2 separate regions of the Sus scrofa genome follow, and region 1 is linked to region 2. Evidence: chromatin contacts called from public HiChIP or PLAC-seq data. All regions are on one chromosome and are shown on one strand. Each heading gives the region's core, a stretch centred on a gene start, on an enhancer-like site or on the middle of the called end of the contact. The rest is flanking DNA. Distances are from core to core; before and after follow the strand shown. Region 1 holds the start of LOC110255257 (oral-facial-digital syndrome 1 protein-like). Region 2 holds the start of LOC110257905 (thymosin beta-4-like).

Region 1 (5,858 bases), core at 2,918-5,417, 220 kb after region 2:
CCACAGCAACACCAGATCCCAGCTGCATCTGCGACCTACACCACAGCTCACGGCAATGCCAGATCCTTAACCCATGGAGCGAGGCCAGAGATGGAATCTGTAACCTCATGGCTGCTAGTCAGGTTCATTTTTGCCACGCTATGAGGGGAACTCCAATTTGTGCTGTTTTAAGACATTGAATTTGTATTAATTTGTGAAGGCCACAGTAGCAAACTAATACACATTGTCAGAGCTGCAAAATCTGCAGGTACAAGGAAAAAAAAAAAACTTTTAAGTATCAGCAGAAAGGTAGAAGGTGCATCATCTGAAGAACTGGGAAACAAGGATTTTGTTTACCATGGGACTCAGGTTTCAAGGCCGTGTGGAAAATGGGTGTGAGGGGTGGGCTGGCAATGGTATCAGGAGGTAAAGCCACTCAGAGCAATATGGGGGTGAGAGTATGAAAAGAACAGCCACTGCGTTTTTCCAGCAAGTGTCCCCTACACCCATCATAGCTGAGTGCATAAAAAGTGCTCAAGACTCACAGAAGGGTGTGCGTGTGTCTGGAAGGGGGTATGATGTTGGAATACAGGAAGGGGAATGCAGGAATGGTAGGCTTGGGGGGGGAGTGGGGGTAAGGAATAACTGGCCTCTGTAAGGGAGAGAACCTTCCGGAAGCTTCAGTGCCGAGGCCCTTTAAGGCTTTCAGGGGACTGATTGATGACACCTGTGTTCAAGTCACAAGCTACACCTTTGTGAGAAGATGTTAAGGTTATTAAGGTGCCAATGAAGAAACCCTCCCTTCCAAGGGACAGCACTCCCACCTGTGGTGAAAACAGCAGTCTCTGGTGGATGGAGTGACAGCTACTTTCAAGAGAGGCAACTGAAGGAATCAACAAGGACTTGCCTGAGGTGGAAGAGCACGTGTGTAGGACGTAAGGAGGAGGGCCCTAACTAGTAAGGAGCAGAAAAGAGGACCGGGAAAGTGAGGCTAGCACCAGAAGGGCAAAAGCCCGAAACGAGCTGACATCTGTGGAATAAATACGTTAAGAAAACAAAAGCCTTTCTAGGCTACAATCAGGAAAAAGCAAGGGAGAAGGTCGATTACCTCAAGCACCTGGTACCTAAGGGCCAGAGGACACAGGTGTGCAGAATTGCAGTCTTCTCAAAGAATGATTTTCACACAAGTGGGGAAGAAATAAGGCTAGGCAAGCTGTGACCCTCAAGACATATAAGTTAAAGAAATGTGTAGACATTTCAACAGAGACTTCCCATCTCAGCAAATGATGTATCTTGGGCTAACAGCTGTGATCCTATGACTACTGATCACTGATTGCAGAAATCCTAGGTACAGAAAAGAGCCATGCCGTTAGAGTAACTGCTACTCCAACTTGAAACAAAAAAGGTTATCTCCCAGTCTGTAGCTGAGTAGTTCTCAAGAGATGAAAACACCAACAGAAATAAGTATCAAATGCCTGTCTTTGGTTAGACACTATGCTGGGAGCATTTATTATAAACTAAGTTATTTCATGTGAATCCCTAGACAAAAAGAGTGGGTTACTACTCTCTCACCTACTTGCAGTTCAAGAAGTTAGAGCAGACCTACATTGCCTGGTGAGAGGTAATTAGTCACTTGCAGAAATAACCTGGTTACCTACCTTAGAACACCCTGGAGACCTGAAGCCTGGATGACAGTCTGTGTACCCTCAGAGCCACAGCAGTGCTGATACCAGGAAGCATTCCTCTGCTGAAAGAAGGACAGCTTGGTAATGACTGCAACGTTAACTAAGTGTGTCCTGTGAGTTGACAGCATGGGGTCTCTAGGAAGCCCTTGAGTTTGAGCTTAAGCCTGACCTAGTCTGTCTTAATGTTGGAATCAATAATGTGAGAGGAAGCCAACTTGGCTATTCTGGCAATGCTCTGGAAACAATACAAAAGGAACAGAGTTTAAAATGGTGGGCGAGACCTTTTTTGTGGGAGGTGGGGGGAGTGGGGTATGGTACAGTCTTTAAATGTGAAGCTGTCTAATGGAAAAGGGATCGGACTAGGGATGGCAAATGGGTCTTGTGAGCTCATTCTAAGGAAATGGTGTGAGAGAGTCTGAGAAGACCCCTAGGGTGGTCAGCGGGAAGGAGGGCTATGATCAATGATCAGTGAATGCTGTGGGTTTGGAAGAGGGCAGTGCCTATGTTGTGAGTGCCAACTATTTACTAACTGTGAACTAGACAGACTTACTCCAAACTGTTCCAGAGGCCAAACCTATGACTGCTCCTTGCAGGTTACATGGAAAATCAGGTAGGTAAATATAATTGAGAACTTTCCAACAACTAAAGAACTTTCAGGCTGCCTGGTGAGAGGACTCCCCCTCCCCCTCCCACACCCTGTTCACTGGAGGCTGAAAGGCCACTAGTGCCAGAGTGGGAGGATGAGCTCCATGAACTTAGAAGTCCCCTCTAAGACAATTTATGGACTCCAGTTCCAAAACCACCTATTTTTATAGCAAACCTCTTTATATCCCCTACAGACTAGAAAACTGTCCTGTGCTCCCAACAGTACTTGCTTCAGTCATTCCATAACCCTGGGGCTGCAAGAGTAACCTAGTGTGGGGGCAGGACATGTCTCTTGCAATAAGCAGGATGGACAGTATTGACAGTTCCTTAATAGGACATTTTTTATTAAAATTAGAAGCACTTCCTCTAACTCCAAGTAAGATAATGGTTGCTTTTAGATATTTAATCTAATTCTATTTAATATGGGGACCAAAGTTGGGGTTAACAGGGTATCGAGGCACAGATGTGTTTTTATTTAAAAGTATCTGCAACATGAACACTTTCGAACATATTTCATTATTTCACTATTCTGCTCAAAAGCCTTAATGCTCTTCATCTACAGGATCAAGTACTAATATCCAAAACCTGGTCCTATGTTGCTCTGCACGGCTTTGCTCATCTCACTTCTCTACATCGGCTAGAGTGGACTGGGCTACTTATTTTTTCTCCCCAGCTGTGACTGTGTCCACTGTAGTTAAGTCTCCTTACCTGGCATACTCTCCTCGATTCCATGTGTAAACTTTACGCATCTTTTTAAGTCCAATCAAATTCCTCCTCAAATTATTTTCCAACATGAGCGCACACACTCTCTACCTCCTATTGAAGTTGTCACTCTTGATTTTTCTTACATTATCTAAGCCTTGAACAGCCAGGGATCAAAATTCACTGTCCTCAGCACTGCTGTTCACAAAGCTAGCACTGGCCCAATTCTGTCTTCAGAGGACATAAATACCTTATACCCACAGCGTGGTGCTCTGGAGATAAGTTTCCTCTGCTCTTGAGAGGGTCCTGATGTTTGTTTAATTCCTTTGATAATTTTCCCCCTTCTTCCCACCACCCAAAATCTACCCAACGAGGCCCTGATGAAGTCGCATTTTCCAGAGATGTGCCAGCTCATGGTTATATCCAGCTTTTTTTCTAAACTTAACCAGTCTACAACGTATCTTAGCCAATTCTCAGGCTTTAATGTTATTATTGCTTCTAGAGAGACTGGTTCCTTTTCTAATTAGATTTAAACATCGTAGGAACACAGTTCACCTATCTTCCTCACCGCACGCTCGGTTTTCCATGGGGGGCGATTATGCCTCCCAGGGAAGACCTGGCAATGTGGGGAGACATTCATGATTGTCACAACGGGGGGGGGGGCGAGTGCTACTGACATGTAATGGATAAAAACCAGGGATGCTGGTCAACATCCTATAGTACACAGGACAGCCTCACAAGAAAGCATTTTCCGGCTCCAAACGCCAGTAGTGCCGCGGTTAACAAAACCGGGGTTACCTGAGTGGCCTAGTGAAAAACAGAACAAGCAAAGCCCCAGAGTCCGCGCCCGTTTGCCTGTTAAAGTGTGCACTGGCCGGGCGGGTTGGGCCCAGGGCAGAAGGGAGAGACTAGGTCAACAGCCGGGTCACGCGGGGCACAGGACGTCCCTAGAATCCCGGAGCCGCCCACTCACTCCGTCCCCTACCTGCGGCGAGACGCCGGCAACGGAAACGCCCAGTCAGTCCCCGCGGCAGAGACCCGCGCCCCGCAGCTGCAGTGGGGACTCCCGAAGCTACCCTCGCGAGATTCCACAGCTGCGCTCCTGCGACTCGTAGGCGGAGCTTCCGGCGGGAGTGCTGCGCAGCCCGGCGCGTGCGCTGTAGCGCTCTAGATAGGGCGGCTGGGCTCAGAGGACTTCGGGGAGGGGTGGGCTCAGCTCTGAGCTCCGCGAACGCCGCCCGGCTTGTTTCCTTGCGCCGCGCCTCCTCTCTTCCGGTCTCCGCCTCCTCTCTGGCCGTGAGAGTTGCGCGTGGGTCACAGCCCCGCCCACCCATCAGAACCGCAGAGAAAGCAAGTGGCCGTTTCTGTCCCGGTTCCTGGTTCGGAGCGCGAAGCAGTGTTTGGCTCTCATGTTTCTCCGGATCCGTTGGGACAGAGGCAGGGCTCCGAGGGCAGGGATTCTGCTGGGCTAGGTCTTGAACTCGTGCCACGGAGGGTTGGGACGGGCTCGGGAGGAAGCCGACACCTGATGGCTCAGGTAGATACACCAGCCGCTTCCTGGAGGCGGGCCAAAGTGAAGGCTTTGTTTCGGTTAAAGCGTCTCTGGGCTTACTTGAGGCCACCGGTCTGTCTTCAGTAATTCAGGTCCCCTCTGCCTGAGAGATAACCCGTAACCATTTTCTCTTACAGTCCACCATGCCCCCCAAATCTGACGTGTTGAGTCAAGATGAACTTCGCAAAAAGCTGTACCAGACATTTAAGGATCATGGTATACTGGACACACTCAAGGTATCACTTTTAGGCATATCTGTTCTATAACCTTTAGAGATGTAACCTGTAACCTGTACACATCCATGTTTTGCGCATTAAAAATAGTATCTACCGAATGTACTGATGAGTTACATTGTTCTGTCCTGTGTAACACTTAGAACATAAACACACTTCAGTAAAGTTAGGTTTGTTTTCAAACTCTGGAGGACAGGTTGCTAATTAATAAGTGGTTTTTTAAAAACTCGTATTTAAATGGAGGGTATTGTCGTCGTATAGAAGTCATTAAGGAACTATTAAGTGTAGAAAGAATTTTCTTTTTTAAAATACATTGAGTATATTGAGTTGCGTTGTGGCTCAGAGGTAAGGAGCCCAACTAGGATCCATGAGGGCAGGGATTCGATCCCTGGCCTTGGCCAGTGGGTTAAGGATCTGGCATTGCTGTGAGCTGTGGAGTAGGCCGCAGAGGTGGCTGGGATCCTGTGTGGCTGTGGCTGTGATACGGACTGGAGGCTCCAGTTCCAATTTGACCCCTAGCCTGGACACTTACATATGCCATGGGTGTGGCCCTAAAAAGACCAGAAAAAACAAACAAAAAACCCACTATATATATCTAAATGTATGTAGGAAGGTAAGTAAAATTGAGCAGCAAATACTTCTTAATACACTTTACATGTGAGTTGACAACAGGGAGTAGGATTATTTCAAATGTGTTTTCATTAACATGTATATTTGAAAAAATATTTTACACTTGAAATGGGAAATTAAGGAAAAGTAAGCTCATTTTTTTTTTCTTTTTCTTCCTCCTTGGTTTTTATAACCTAAAACTGCTTGAAGCTCATCTTACATAAGGAAAGGGATAAAGGAAATAAATCATTTTTAATACAATTACTGTTACTAATTGGCATAGTGGTGTGTGGGGGTGTGTGGGTGTGTACTCTAATATTGTGAGCATTTTCCTGTGTCCTTATAAATTTTTTGAAATCCTTGCTTTCATTGGCACCAGGCTCATCTTTGGATTCATGGGTTGTGTATGTAGCAGAGAGCTATTACTTAACATTCAGGTGATACTCTGTTCTG
Region 2 (5,741 bases), core at 2,801-5,300:
TAAAACTATTCTTGTTTTTGGAACCACAAACTTAGTCAATGCTTACCACTTGCTCTGACCCTGGCCAATGGCTTTGGAAGGCTTTTCTCTGGACAGCTACATGCAAAAGAATTAAATTAGAACATTTTCTACCATACAAAAATAAACTCAAAATGGGTTAAGACCTAAATGTAAGGGCTGACACTATAAAACTCCTGGAGGAAAATATAGGTAGAGTACTCTTTGACATAAATCACATAAATGCCTTGTTTAATACTCCTCCCAGAATAATGAAAACAAAGTTAAAAACCTAATTAAAATTAAAAGCTTTTGCACAGCGAAGGATATCATTAAAAAAAACAAAAAGACCATCCAGAGAATGGGAGAAATCTTTGCAAATTATGCAACTGCTAAAGGCTTAATCTCCAAAACATACAAACAAACTTTACAACTCAACAACAAAAAACAGACAACCTGATTGGAAAATGGTCAGAAGACCTGAATAGACATTTCTCCAAAGACATACGGATGGCCAACAGGCACATGAAAAAAATACTCAACATCAGTAATTATTAGAGAAATGCAAATCAAAACTCATGCTGGTCAGAATGGCTTTCATTAATAAGTCCGCAAATAACAAACGCTGGGGGGGTGTAAAGAAAAGGGAACCCTCATGCACTGTTGGTGGGAATGTAAGTTGGTACCATCACTATTGAAAACAGTATGGCAGTAACTCAGAAAACTAATATAGACCAACCACATATCCAGCAATCCCACTCTTGGGCATATATCCAATAAAACTTTCATTCAAAAAGATACATGCGCCCCAATGTTCATTGCAGCCAATAGCCAAGGCATAGAAATAATCCGAATGTCTGTCAACAGAGGAATGGATTAAGAAGATGTGGTACATATACAAAATGGAATATTACTCAGCCACAAAAAGGACCAAGTAATGTCATGGATGGAACTAGAGATTATTATACATCTAGTAAGATATATACTTACATCATAAGTGAAGTAAGTCAGAAAGAGAAAAACAAACACTGTATATCACTTATATGTGTAATCTGAAATACAGCACAGATGATCCTATCTAAAAAACAGAAACATATCACAAACATGGAGATCAGACTTGTGTTTTCCATGGCTCTGGGGGTAGAGGAGGGGACAGACAGGGAGTTTGACATTGATAGATGCAAAGTATTACATTTAGAACAGATAAGTAATGAGGTCCTAATGCACAGAACAGGAAACTGTGTACAGTCTCTTAGGTTAGAGCATGATAGAAGATATAGGGCTGGGTCACTTTTGTACAGCAGAATTTGAAGGAACATTTTAAATCAACTTCACTTTAATACAAACTTTTAAAAAAGAAAAGGAAAGTGCTTACTATCATGTGGTCTCCAATCATTTTGGCATCCCAACAACTCTGCATGATAAATTCCCATTTAATAGGTGAGAAAATTTCAGCACAGAAAAATTAATTAACATGCCAGTGTTATACATTTCTTAGGAATATTTCTTGAGTTTCATTTGCTTCCACTCTCTCTAGATTCCCAACAAGTTGGCAATTCAAGCCCACATGGTAGACTCTTTTCCTTTTACAAAGTTTCCTTCCTCTTTTTCCCTCCTCTCTATCCATATCTAAACATATCTGAAGGCTGCTTGTTACCAAGCTAGAAAACTTCTCTCCATCTTTACAAATTTCCACTCCTTTATCTCCTTTGGCTACACTGCTTTGCAAGGCATAATCCTTTCTAAGAAAAAGAGCTTGGTTAAAAATGGAGGTAAGGGGGAGTGGTTGCTTACTACCGGATACCCCAACCCATAGTTCTATGAGATTTAACCAGAAATGCTTTAACCAGAAATGCTGTACTGTCACTGACTGGCAGTACACTTTGGGAGGAAATACATGTGTTAATAGGATGCTCTATGCTTTGGACAAGCAGGCCCCTTAGATACTTAAGATGCAAATCTAAGGAAGTATTTCACTGATTCCAGATTATTGCATCCTGGCTAAAATCACTGCCTCAGGATGTTTAATCTTTGTGTCTAGCAGTAATCTTTAAGCAAGATGTATGCTTGACCTACCCATATTCCTAATCAAAAATCCCATATAAACTGGCTTCTCCCTACTTCTTTGGAACAGCTTCCCCTGAACTACTAAGCAACTATCTCCCAAGGTTATAGTCCTTGGAAAGTCCCTGCAAAAAACAAACTCAGAATCCAGGCTGTGTGTTTTTTCTTTAAATTGACAGGCAGAAGTAGGAATGAGCTGGTAGTGGTATTTACTGTAAACAGGAGATATTGGGGAGAAAATATGTGATTTTTCTTTGTCTTTTTTTAGTTGGCACCTGATATATAAGGTTTCCAGGCTACGTGGTCCAATCTGAGCCGTAGCCACTGGACTACCAAACCACATCTGTGAAGACCTACATCACAGCACAACACCTCATCCTTAACCCACTGAGCAAGTTCAGGGATGGAAATAGCAGCCTCATGATTACTAGTGAGATTTGTTTCCACTGAGCCACCATTGGAACTCTGGAAAGAAGTTTTTGACAACAGCTGGTTGAAAGAAGAATAGAGAACCTATAGAAATGCAGCTGTACTCCTATAGAAATGTACAATGCAGTTGTCAGCTGAAACCCAGCAAAAATCCACCCTGCACCATATTTTGTTTTCTCTCATGGCGGTAAACTAAATTGGATTAGGAGGATGATGGGATAGGATCAGAGAGGTGACATCTCTTTCTTACGACAGCATAAAAAGTCCAATGTCCCCATCTGTGAAATGGGCAACCAGCGGAAGTCCCTACACATCTCCCTTCCTCCTCCCCACAAAGAAGGAAGTACAGTGTACTGAAGGTGGAAGTTGAAAGATTTTAAGCTTCCGTATAATAGACTAATGCCGAGTGAAACAAAAGCTTCTGCAGTAAACATGAATTGCAAGTGGTTTCTTGGAAACATTTTCTGAGGACACAGGGAGGGAGAAGTATTGTGCATGCCGCATTTCCTCAAAACCTTAACTACCTGGCTCTTCATTTCCCTGACCCTGTGAAGCCGCCACCACCCACTCATCCTCCCCGTAGCATCTGTAACTAATTTAAGCCGTAAAGGAGGGTCCCCAGTATACACTGAGTCACGGGCCATATTAAAATCTGCTTCCTTGTTTCCAGATGTGACTCAGAAACACACTTCAAAATGGAATCGTTCTAAAAAGACTCCCTTCAAAATACGGAGTCTTAAATCATGTTTCTTAAAATGCTAAATTTCATCTTTAGATTTTAGAGACGATGGGACTGCATTCTTTGACCTTCCACCCCCGCCCTCCTTGGCAATGTTTTTAATTTAGGAAAATAAGGACCAGGAAAAGTAAAAGAACTTCCTACTTATCAGACAGCAAGTCAACAGCAGAACTTGAACTTATTTTTTTTAGGGGAAGCAACGGCTCTTTAAACTCCAAAGAAATTAAATTCCATCAGATATTCCAGTTATTTGACTAGAGTCTAAAAAATTACAGTGATGAAAAAAGGAATGAATGTATCACTGGGAAAATTTTTCTCCTCCCATTTGAGAGTGCTTTGCCTCCCATCCAAGTCTAGGTGAACACAAGCCAGGAGAAAAAGAGGGCCCAGGTGGGGTATAAGGCCTGAAAGTTGTCACAGGAATCTCACCCTTGCACTGGGCAAGGCTCTGGGAGGGACATCTGACCCCTCCCTGGGGATGTCTGAATCAGACAAAAACAGCTCGGCAGTAAAGGAATGCCTGCCCCCAGGTACCACCCAGGCCCTTAGTTACCAAGTTTCTATCTCCAAGAGTGGGTTTCCTCTGCTGCCGGGAAAACCCATTATGCTAGAACAGACATACTGCATTATGAAGTGTCACAGAATGGGCTAAACGCGTTTTGTTTCCCAGCTTCACTGTCTTTCGGTGCATGGATGTCCGCGAGGAGGGCCCCCGGGGGAGGCCCCCCGCCCCCGCACGCAAGAGCGTCGTCGTCCCCCCTCCTCCCCAACACACACCCACCCACACCCACCCACGCATCCAGGTTGGCCACGGAAGCCTTTCCGGAGACGTGTTGTGAAGGGTTAAGCGGGCCGGCGGATGACATCACCTCATTTACATAGGAGCTCGCATATAGCTACGCCCTCTGCATCCCGCCCAGCACTCAGCAGCGGCCACTGCGTAGACTGGTTTCTACCTCCTCGCGCTTCTCTCGGGTGAGCTCTGGGGTCTCTGCTTCCCGCCCTCCATTCCCTTTCGCTGCCCGCGCGGGCTCTCCCAGCCAGCATCCCTAAAGCCGAGTCGTACTTCCGGGAAAGGCTGCCTGGGGGAGTTTGGGGATGCCAAACCTTTCCAGATGCTGGGTCGGGAACTCGGTGATATATAGATATAGATATAAAAAAACAAAAACAAACAAACAAACAAAAAAACTGGCCTTTTGCTGTGCAGTTGCAAAGGGAACAATTTTTCCTTTTTCCACCGCCGCCCTCTCCAAAGGTATTCTGCTTTGCCACTTAGGCGGTGATTAATAAGAACAGGGAGATCTTTTGTTCCAACTCACACCCACCCAAACCCGGGATTTCACAGTCCCATTTTCCTTCTAGCCTCGCAGGCTGCATTTGTTCGGCTCTAAGGAAGCTGGGCTATACTGTGAAATGTTTAAAAGGTCTTTCTTGCAAGGGAATGCGTGCAGAGCAGCCTTATTACTCCAAAAGGCAGATCGGGGTTGATCTAGAGGGTGCGGGGCAGCTTTGTGCGTGGCTGGCTGCACTGTTGTGAAGGGAGGAAGTAGGCAGGGCGGTGGTCATTTGCGCCCAGCTGCCGCCTTTGTGAAGAGAGGGAAGAAAGCAGGGCGGCCCGCATTTTGGAGGGAGAGGCTGCGAATAGAAAATGGAAACGCTTTGTGCAACCTGGCCTCATTTTAAGAAATTTTCTTCCCGTTGAAGAAGAACCGGCTTCACTATCTCTAATGTTGAAATGTGTGATTGGCTAACAACGTTCGTTAATTTCAATGTTCGGAGATATTGGGCCTCCTTACGTGAACGGTCTTCCCAGTTTGGTCCCCAGCCTTTTGAAATATTGCAAGGGAGTGGGAGTGGTTTGTTTGTTTTCTTTTCTTTTTTCGCTGTAGAAAGAGGAAGGTCTTTTTTAGCGCCAGTGAAAACGGAAATAGGCAAAGGGGGTTTCAGCAGGAAAGGCAAGAGCGGAAGCGCATTTCTAGGTTAGTAGAGAAGAGGGTGGGTGGTTTGCCTTCAACGTCCCTCCTGGCTTTGTACCTTTGCAGCTTCCTTTGCAATCATGTCTGACAAACCCGATATGGCTGAGATTGAGAAATTTGATAAGTCGAAATTGAAGAAGACAGAAACGCAAGAGAAAAATCCACTGCCTTCAAAAGAAAGTTAGTCCCACCCCACCGGACTTCCTTAAAAAAAAATCTGGGCGGGGTGGATAGGAGGACTTGGGAGGGGCTAGGAGAATTATTGTGGGAGGGGGAGGAGACCACAATTTTTTGTTCTGTGTGACTTGGAAAGGTTAATTTAAAATTATTTGCAGCCAACAAACGGCTTTAATAATTTCACGGTGGAATGTTTTATAATATACCGTATTAATATGCAAATACTTTGATTCTTTTGTGTTAAAATATTCTATTACATATAAGTAATGTATGATGCCTAATGATACTTAGAAAATTTTTATAAGGAAAGAAGTTTTAAAACGAAAGTACGAGACTCCTATCCTAGGCTATACTGAATT

What was found. HiChIP or PLAC-seq counts read pairs in DNA pulled down with a chosen protein or histone mark.
Region 1: a contact with region 2 is called in an H3K27ac HiChIP or PLAC-seq map of alveolar macrophages. The contact joins the promoter of LOC110255257 here to the promoter of LOC110257905 in region 2. A contact is called at or near these places in 1 of 47 Hi-C or Micro-C datasets (embryonic fibroblasts) and 1 of 2 datasets of contacts at active chromatin or transcription factors (alveolar macrophages).

What each region holds. Positions count from the first base shown.
Region 1 is chrY:10,381,419-10,387,276 of Sscrofa11.1, forward strand. LOC110255257 (oral-facial-digital syndrome 1 protein-like) reads left to right here and starts at 4,168. Exons shown (of 23, transcript XM_021080897.1): 1 at 4,168-4,548; 2 at 4,701-4,799. The coding sequence starts at 4,540. LOC110257896 (a long non-coding RNA gene) reads right to left here and starts at 4,149. Exons shown (of 4, transcript XR_002340909.1): 1 at 3,997-4,149; 2 at 1,638-1,726.
Region 2 is chrY:10,159,497-10,165,237 of Sscrofa11.1, forward strand. It overlaps LOC110257905 (thymosin beta-4-like), which reads left to right and starts at 4,051. Exons shown (of 3, transcript XM_021080912.1): 1 at 4,051-4,204; 2 at 5,272-5,385. The coding sequence starts at 5,286.